2 separate regions of the Mus musculus genome follow, and region 2 is linked to region 1. A link is a contact called in public HiChIP or PLAC-seq data. All regions are on one chromosome and are shown on one strand. The core of a region is the stretch at or near the end of the contact, and the rest is flanking DNA. Distances in the headings are between cores, read along the strand shown. Region 1 has its middle 53 kb from the start of Gm32500. Region 2 has its middle 15 kb from the start of Gm39826.

What was found. HiChIP or PLAC-seq counts read pairs in DNA pulled down with a chosen protein or histone mark.
Region 2: a contact with region 1 is called in an H3K27ac HiChIP or PLAC-seq map of SST interneurons, with 4 times the contacts expected there. The contact joins two enhancer-like sites. A contact is called at or near these places in 2 of 484 Hi-C or Micro-C datasets (both in uterus) and 2 of 115 datasets of contacts at active chromatin or transcription factors (SST interneurons and neural progenitor cells).

Annotation. Positions count from the first base shown.
Region 1 is chr11:56,370,792-56,375,247 of GRCm38.p6, reverse strand. No RefSeq gene overlaps it. Among named protein-coding and RNA genes, the nearest start is that of Gm32500, 53 kb to the left of the region's middle. Within about 2 kb of position 1,502, at least 28 of the 459 cell types and tissues checked have an H3K27ac peak or open chromatin away from gene starts, as enhancers often do. A contact at or near this core is called in SST interneurons, where this site is marked.
Region 2 is chr11:56,739,269-56,743,500 of GRCm38.p6, reverse strand. No RefSeq gene overlaps it. Among named protein-coding and RNA genes, the nearest start is that of Gm39826, 15 kb to the right of the region's middle. Within about 2 kb of position 1,465, at least 13 of the 459 cell types and tissues checked have an H3K27ac peak or open chromatin away from gene starts, as enhancers often do. A contact at or near this core is called in SST interneurons, where this site is marked.

The DNA of each region.
Region 1 (4,456 bases), core at 253-2,752:
TTACCCCACCCAGACCTGGGTTTGGTGACATTGGTGTGTCCTTAACACAGTTACCCTCAAAACCAAGATCCTCTAGGACTAATCAGCCACACAAGACCATGAAATTCCTCTTTAAATATAAGCTACTTAGAATGCAGAGTTCCTGTCATTTGTGATCAAAATAATCCTAAGAGGTGTATGATTTCCCAAAGCAGATGAAATTTAAGTAGATTTTAAAGACAGGTCTGTGGAAAGAGAAGCCAACTAGGCATGGAGAATAACCGATCCAACACATACTGGTTGGACCAGCATTGTTCATTTGTAGAGCTGCAGAGGGATGCTTGTTGTAGGCTGGTAAAGAGAAGACTGTTCAGCAGCATCAGCCTTCTGTTTTCTGAAAGCTAGTATCCCATATTCATGTCTGCTGACTTCACTATGACCACTTCACTGGAGCAAGAGTTAAAGTATGCCCCAGTGAATTGATGGAAAAGGAACAAAGCAAACAGGAAATGCTTTCACAGACAAATGAAAAATTCTGAGAGTAGCAAAGAAACAAAGCCAAACCTGCTGACTCCCCACACTGCATTAAAAGAACGGAGGGACGAGACTGATGTTAAAGGCTGTCCACTGGCTGACTCACTAATATTAGTGTCGTAAAACACGCACATTAAAAGTCTTCTGTGGGCAGATAAAATTTCATGAGTCATTCAGTGTTTACTCTGTGAGGGGTAATGAATCCAGCATCGAGTATGATAATCTTGATGTCAGCTCCCTCATGTGGCCAGGGGTCCTGGCAAGATGCTGAGGCTTCACGGGGCCAACACACTTCATGGGTGTCATAGCTAGAGATAGTTCACCTCATTTCTCTGATGCTGTTCCTCCTTCTACAATACTACCACTTCTACTCTGTATTCATCCTCATCATACCAGCCTTCAGGTCCTCTAAGGAATGCCACTTTCTCTGTAAAGCCTTCCCTTTCTCCCCAAGAAAGTCAAGTCTTGCTAGAGATTCACCTAGAAGATTACAGCCCCATTCTTTGAATAAACCTATTTGCAGTTCTTCTATTAGTGGAATGATAGATTGGCATATAGTGATCTTCTCCTTGGATCTTAAGCTCTGCAAAGGTAGAAACTGATCTCACCTGCTTGCTCCTTTATGTAACTCTCTCATGCATGCTGTCAGAACAGCGGAGCTCAAACAGGCCCTGGGTGTTCTCTAACTCAACCAGTTAAGCTAGATTAACTCCCTTGCAAACTGCCTGTCTGTAACTCTCTGTCTCTTTTCTAATCCATCTCTTCATCTTGTTATTTTTTTCCCCTAGCATTGGAAAATTACTGGCAATGTGAACATAATTGTGGAGAAATAGAAAGAATGACGCTTCTTCTCTGAAAGGGACAGAGATGATGGATTTACGAAAGATAAGCAAGCAAAATAATTTCAAAGGATGATTCATGCTGTGCAGAAAACTAGGTTATTGGGCTGGACACATGGAAGTAATGTTTCATCAGCTTAAAGTGGTTACCATGCAAACACAAGAACCTGATTTCGGTATCCAGAGTACACACGAATAAGCCTGGTGAGGTACAGGCTTGGAATCCCTGTGCTGGGTAGCTGGGGAGGGGTAGGAATCCCCAGGGGTCTCCCACCAGAGAGCCTAGTATTGTGCTATTTCTGTAAAAGTGAAAGCTTGTGTCTCAAAAACAAGGTGAAGCATTTCAAAGCCTCCTGTTCTCTGCACATTGACCAGTTGTAGGTTTCTGTTTACTTCCATCTATTTCAACAAGAAGCTCCTCTGAAAGGGTTGAGTTATGTACTAATGTATAATACAGTGATAAGTTACTAGGAGTAATTTTAATCTTTTGTCCATTTAGCAGAATGTTTTCTCCTAGATCCCATGACTTACCTAATAGTAGGTTTTGGACTTGCTGACAATGTCATGGCTGGGTTTTATCTCATGGAACAGTCCTTAAATTAAATCAGAGAGTGTTTTGGGGTTTTTTTGTATTTTTTTTACCCCTGTACCATTTAAACTTTTATTGCATCATGCCAGGCAAATTGTTATTGCCACTAGCAGTGTTCATAGTTAGGTGAGATGAAAGTTTATTTTTCTTCTTCAGTAGTGGGCACAACATTCTAAAACCATGAACACTGGCCAGCAGGGTTGACTCTTCCAGTTGACTGCTATCTAGAGTTCTCCATATCATAGAAGTCATGTATGTGGTGTCTTCAGCAATAGCATCTTGCCCACAATTTCTGGAGTTAATTGAGAGCATTGGCAATAGTCTGTACTGTTTAGAGGATCTATGGGACCCCACTGACCAACAATTCAAAAGGATGTAGCCCTTTCCTGTACTAGTGATTTTATTGATAGAATACGGTGTCTATTTGGAGTATTGTCACTCCATTTTAGAGTAATTCCATTTAAACTCTTCTTATCCATGTGGATGTGAATATTTTAGAAAGCTTCTACAGTTGTGGGTTTCAATATGGTCTTTTCCAAGTGCCTTTGTTACATATATGCAAAGCATCTAGCTCTGTCCTATGCATGTTCTCTGATTGGCAGTTCAGACTCTATGAGCCCCTATGGGCTCAGATTAGTTAATTCTGTAGGTTTTCTTGTAGTGTCCTTGGTAGGTTTTTCTAGCTCTTCTTAATGTTTGGCTGTTGGTCTCTGCAACAGTTTCCATCACTGCTTTGCCTAGCCTCAGTAGAAAAAGATGTGCCTAGTCTTATTGCAACTTGATATGCCAAGGTTGGTCTATATCCATGGAAGCCCCACTCCCTTTTTTGAGGAGGAGAAGAGGAGTGGGTGAAGTCAAGACAAGGGGAGAGGGAGGGACTGGGAGGAGGAGGGAGGGGAAGCTGTGATTGGGATGCAAAATAAATAAGAAACTTAATAAAAAAAATCAGGAAAAAGGTGCCTCTGTTATTTATTCCTCACCATTTTCCATCTTTACATTCCCTCCCATCCTTCACCACCTTTAATCTTAACTATTCCCTTCTTCCCTCTCTTCCTTTACAACACTCTACATCCCCTTCCTATATCCCCTTCCTAGCAGATATCTCCCTCTCCCATAGCATGGTGCATTTTAGATAGAATATCTTTATTTTTTTCTTTGACAAATGTATACTTGTTTACACGTGTCTTAATTCTCCCCCTTCTCCCTTTTTCCCTAGCATCCCCAACACATTCTGTGCCCCTTTCATGCACCCACCCTTTTCATTTATAATCTACATGGTCCAGTTGGCACTAAATCTCTGGTGTGTTAACTGATGTTGTTGGCATGATCTTCTATAGAAGGTAACCACAAATTCAGTGAGTTTAGGACTGCAATAGCCACACCATGACAGAAGACAGCATGACACAGCACTCCTTTCTGTTCCATGACCCTTACTTTGTTCCCTCCCCACTTCCATGTTGTTCCCTGAGCTTTAAGGAAAGACCAATAAAGACAACTCATTTAGTGTTGATCTGCCAACAGTCACTATGCTCAGGACTTTGACCAGTTATGACTCTTTTCACTAACTGCTGACCACTGCAGAGGGAAGATTCCTTAACTACAGTTAAAAGCAGAAATAACATACGGGTATATCACAATTATATAGAAGACAGCTTGTAACATGTCTATTTAGTAAGAAGACTACAATAGTAGCTTCATGGCTAGGGTACAGTCAATTTTGCATTGAATTATGTTTTTAAGTAGTTAAATTATATCTTTTTTGTCCTTTCATTGTCTTTTGTCTTTTTTCCTCCTTGTTTCTTTATCCCACTATTTCCTTCTCTTTCTTTTTTTTCCTGTCTCTTCTCTCTGTCTTTCTTTGTCTTTACAAGCCTAATTATTCCATCATCCTTTGCTAAGATGTTTCTGATTTCTACCAGATTGTTTTGCAGTGTTCCCAGACTTTTTATTTTTATTTTTTTGCATTTTTCTGTGTTCTTTATTCCCCTATTTGTCTGTAAGTCTACACCTTCCTGGACTCTATACAGTCTTGATTACCAAGGCTAAATATTTAGCCTTTAAATCCAAACAAACAGACTTTTGTCCCATATTTATTTTCAAGTATGTTACTTCTACATCCTTTGCATTTCCGTTTACAGTATATATTAAAAATGCCTATTCTATAGAGAACCTTGCTGGAATTCTGACAGTAATTATATCCAACCCACACAATAATTGAGAGGAAAATGTGGTTTGTTACTATATCAGGTCCTCTAATGCATGAGCAATTTATGCTTTAATTTCGTTCAATGACAGTCTGGATTTCAGCATCCAAGTCATGTATGTTTCATCAGATGCATATGTATCTCATTGGTAATGACTTACTCTAAATTGTTATGTTTTTGATTTTGTGTCCACTTTCTCATTCCTTATATATAGGCAATGAATCGGCTTTTCTGTATATATCTTATATGCTATACCTTATTTTTTTAGAACTGGTTTTAGATATAGTTTTATTTCCTATTTTCTAACAGCT
Region 2 (4,232 bases), core at 216-2,715, 370 kb before region 1:
TCTGAGATAACAGATGTGCAACAGCAGTATCCATTTTCCTGTAAGTTTAAGGAATTTGATCTTAGATCTTCATGCTTGTATGGGAACAGTTTACTTAGTGTTCTCCCTAGCTTTGCTTTTATTTTATTTTAAAAAAAAGGTTTTGGCTGGAGAGATTGATGATCATTGGTAGGTAAAAGCACTTGTTCTTTCAGAGGAATTTAGTTCCTAGTATCCATATTGGTCAGCTCACAACCATCTGTAACTCCAGCTCCAGGGGATTCAACACCTTTGACTTTCAAAGGTATCTGTGTTCAGATGCATATTCCAAACACAGCCACATACAGAATTAAAAATAATGCAAATAAATCTTTAAACATTCAAAAGATTTGTGAAGAAAATCAGTTAGCATTTATATGTGGCAGGGAGTAGATATCAGATATGGATGGATCCTGGAAATCTTTGGGAGGAAGTGGCATTCAAGAGAGACTCTCCAAGCCGAGGAAAAGCAATTATCAAGGAAAGAGAGCAGGGTTCCTGGGGAAAGGCTGTACCATGGCTGGAGCCAGGGGACTAAAAAAGAGATGAAGGGATAAGAAAATGCTAGAAGACAGGGTAGATCAGAAAGAGAGCAGAGCTGAGCTCCTGCCTGAGGTAGGCATGCCCTATTCATGCTGAATGCAGGAAACGGTGGGGGGTCACACTTTCATGGGTGAAAGAGACCAATGTTCAAATTCTTAGAATAAAGTGTGTTAGGGGTTCCTCACATGACCAGTTATTCATTCTCACTATGGGGCTTCACAGAGCCATCAGTGATCATTTTTTAGAACTGTTTGTAAGAGACTCCTATGATTCCAGAATGTTCTCAGACTGTTCCCAGCCATTATCACGCTCCAGCATCCATTTTCAATTTTGAATGTTGAGCTGGATGGTTTTTATGGCATCTCAGCTAAAGCGAAATGAAAGGTAAGATTTATTTCATTTTTTTGACTATAGAGAGAACGCCTTGAAGTTTCCCTTAAATCAGGAAAAGAACCTTTTAGTGAGATTTAATTAGGCATACCGTTTTCTTTTTCTAAATATGCACACAGGCACTAATTAGGCATTTTGCGTCATGTATACCAGCATTATCTACAAATGATGAATAAAACTCTTAAGTACACTCTTTGGTGCTTGCATGAAGCTACTCAGGAGTCTGTAAGCAAGCTCACAAAGGAATGGAACAGAGCTCAAACCCCAAGAATTCAGGGACTGATGGAAAACAGCAAGCCTCTCAATTCATCAAGGAAAACCCTCATTCTTAGAGTATGAATTCAAGCCCAGGAAGGTTTCAATGTACTGTTTAAAATCTCATTCCTTTTGTTTCGTGCATGAAGAAGAAAACACAGCCACTGTAGGTGGACTCCGAGTGGGCTAAGCCTACAGGAGTGCAAATGATGTTGCTTTTAGAACAGTCTCCTCTTGGAGCAGTGTGCCTCCAAGGAGCATCTGCAGCTGTCTGAGAGTCACAATTACCCAGCTGCCAAGGGAGTATAGGGACTTTCCATTCTGAACAATGACCCTGGGAATAATTTTTTTCTGTGTTAGGCTCAGTTCCCCAGCTTTTAATATAAGGATATCAATAGAAAGCAACCTACATGGTATCAGCTAGGATGAAATCAGATTAAATAAAGCATTTAATTCAGGACCTAGTGGTTTTTAAATCTTAGCTATTATTATAGACTGATTGAGAGATATTTTGCAATCAATTCTAGAAGAAAATGTTGCTGGCTTTGAGTGTGTGTGTGTGTGTGTGTGTGTGTGTGTGTGTGTGTGTGTGTGTATGTGTGTGTGTGCATTGCATATGCACCATAAATGCATAAGGCAAAGAGAGAGATCTGATATGATACAGAAATGTGTGTTGAAGCTAGAGTTTCACACTTGGAATTCTTTCCCATTTTTACATTTTTTTCTCTGATGTGTACCATACATCTAAATAATATGCCGGCACAACATTTCCTGATCCATCAGCTTTAGGGAATGCTGTTTTGTCTGTTTTAAGTCCATTGTGTAGGCATCAGGAGTTTATTTACTTCACAATCCCACATCATCTGTCCTTTTTTTCTCAGTGTTTGGTGATCATATCACTATTGTACTTCTCTGATTCTCATAACTTTCCAGCATCTTTGTGAGTATTTTGTTCTGTTAATTTTAGACATTCCCTTGAGGCTCCCCTAAAACTTAAAGCTCTTTGCTATTCCTTCCTTCCTTCCTTCCTTCCTTCTTTCCTTCCTTCCTTCCTTCCTTCCTTCCTTCCTTCCTTCCTTCCTTCCTTCCTTCTTTCCTTCCTTCCTTCCTTCCTGATTTCTGAATGCCACTTCTGTGGCATTAGGAATTATCTATCTCAGGATGAGTTCCTTAAAAAAATGGAACCTTAGAAAGTGTTCTTAGCATGTGATTTACAGAGGGTCCATCTGAGTGACACTCTGTAAGGGAATGACAGCAGGACATGTGATTTACAGGGGTCCATCTGGGTGACACTCTGTAAGGGAATGACAGCAGAACAGGATCAGAAGTCACAGGAGTCTGGCTGTAGTCTAGCTTTACCTGTTCAATGGGCAGTTGGGGGCTGGGACTACAGCTTCACATTCACTGAGACCATGTGCTCCAGGCAGGAGTGTGCTAATAAGTAGAATATATATATATATATATATATATATATATATATATTGGCTGGATGGGTAGGTAGAGATATAGAAAGTGGTTAAACAGAGAGGTAAGTATATGACCATACTGCACTGGACACACCTGACTTGTTCTGATAGGAAGCTAGGTACATAGGTAAATGAGAGTTGTGTGGATGGACAGGTATATACGAGTAGATAGGTCATAGATGCAATACTGGTAGGTAGTGAAATGATATATAGATGATAGATAGATAGATAGATAGATAGATAGATAGATAGACATATATATAGATAAGTAGATAGATAGATTAGATGATAAGTAGATAGATGTTAGATGATACATACATATATACATACACAGATTAGATAGATAATACACAGACAATAGTTGGGCAGATAAATATGCAGATAAATCATAGATAAATGACCTGATAAATAAGTGAATGAGGAACAGAGGGATAGATAAATTACAAATTAGTAAGTGGATAGTTAGACAGGCAGATAGGTAGTTGATGGATAGTTGGGTGGCTAGATAGAGAGGTTGGTAGAAAGACAAATGATAGATAAGTATTGAGCAATTTACATGGCTTACTTCTTTCCTGCAAATGAAGTCCCATTTAGTAGGTGTTTTATTTTTACTCTTGTTTATTTTGAGGTTGTGATATTGTAGAACGACAGTAAGTTTGTGACTTTACTCAGTGAGCAGAGGGAAAAAACTGCTAGTCAGAAATCCATCCCATCTTAACATATATGACTAGAACTCGCCTCTGCAGAAGCATAATGGGAAACCGCACATCAATGGCCAATAAGACCCGGCCTAGATAGTCACTCCAGAGAATTAGGAGAGAGGCTTCTTTGGACTTGGAATAGAATCATTAAAGTAGCAGAAAGAAGTGGGGGTGGACCTTTGAATCTAGGAGCGTAGGGGTGGGTATACAAGGTTAGGAAACCACAGGTAAAACTCAAACTTGGCGGCGAAAGGGGTGAACATGCAGCCTGCATTCCCCAGGCACAGGCTGACATCACTTTTAGTGATGGAGGCCTGTCAATGGTAGCCTGGTACCAAGTGTATGAAAAGCAAGGAATAGTTGATTGTGTTACAAAAACCCAGTTAACTCAGGTAAAGGAAAGAATCCAAGTGCAGGTGCCTTGTGGCTAGGCAGGAGTGATGATGGTTTTCTGCCATCAAGATGTGACAGTTTTCAAGCTTCCCTGACAAATGTCACAGGCTGTCTGTTGGGAGGATGGTGGCTTGACAGGTTGACATACGTTTAGGTTCAAGTCACGTGGGAACAAGGAGACTATGTTTTTGTCAGTATCTTCTTCAAAAGTTCTGTTGAAAACCCTGTTTGGCCAGTTTAAGTTGGTGCAGGGGAAAGTTGCATGACCCCAAGTCTGAGTTCCTTCCACGGGCCTGCTGATTGAACTTTGCTCTCTGGAAGAAATAGAGCAGACAACAAAACAAAACAAGCAAAGAAACAAACCAACAAAACCCAGTGGGCTTCACAACAGCAGATTGCCCAATACTGTATTTATTTTTGTAAGGATTTATTTTATTTTATTTATGTCTCTGTACATGTGAATGAG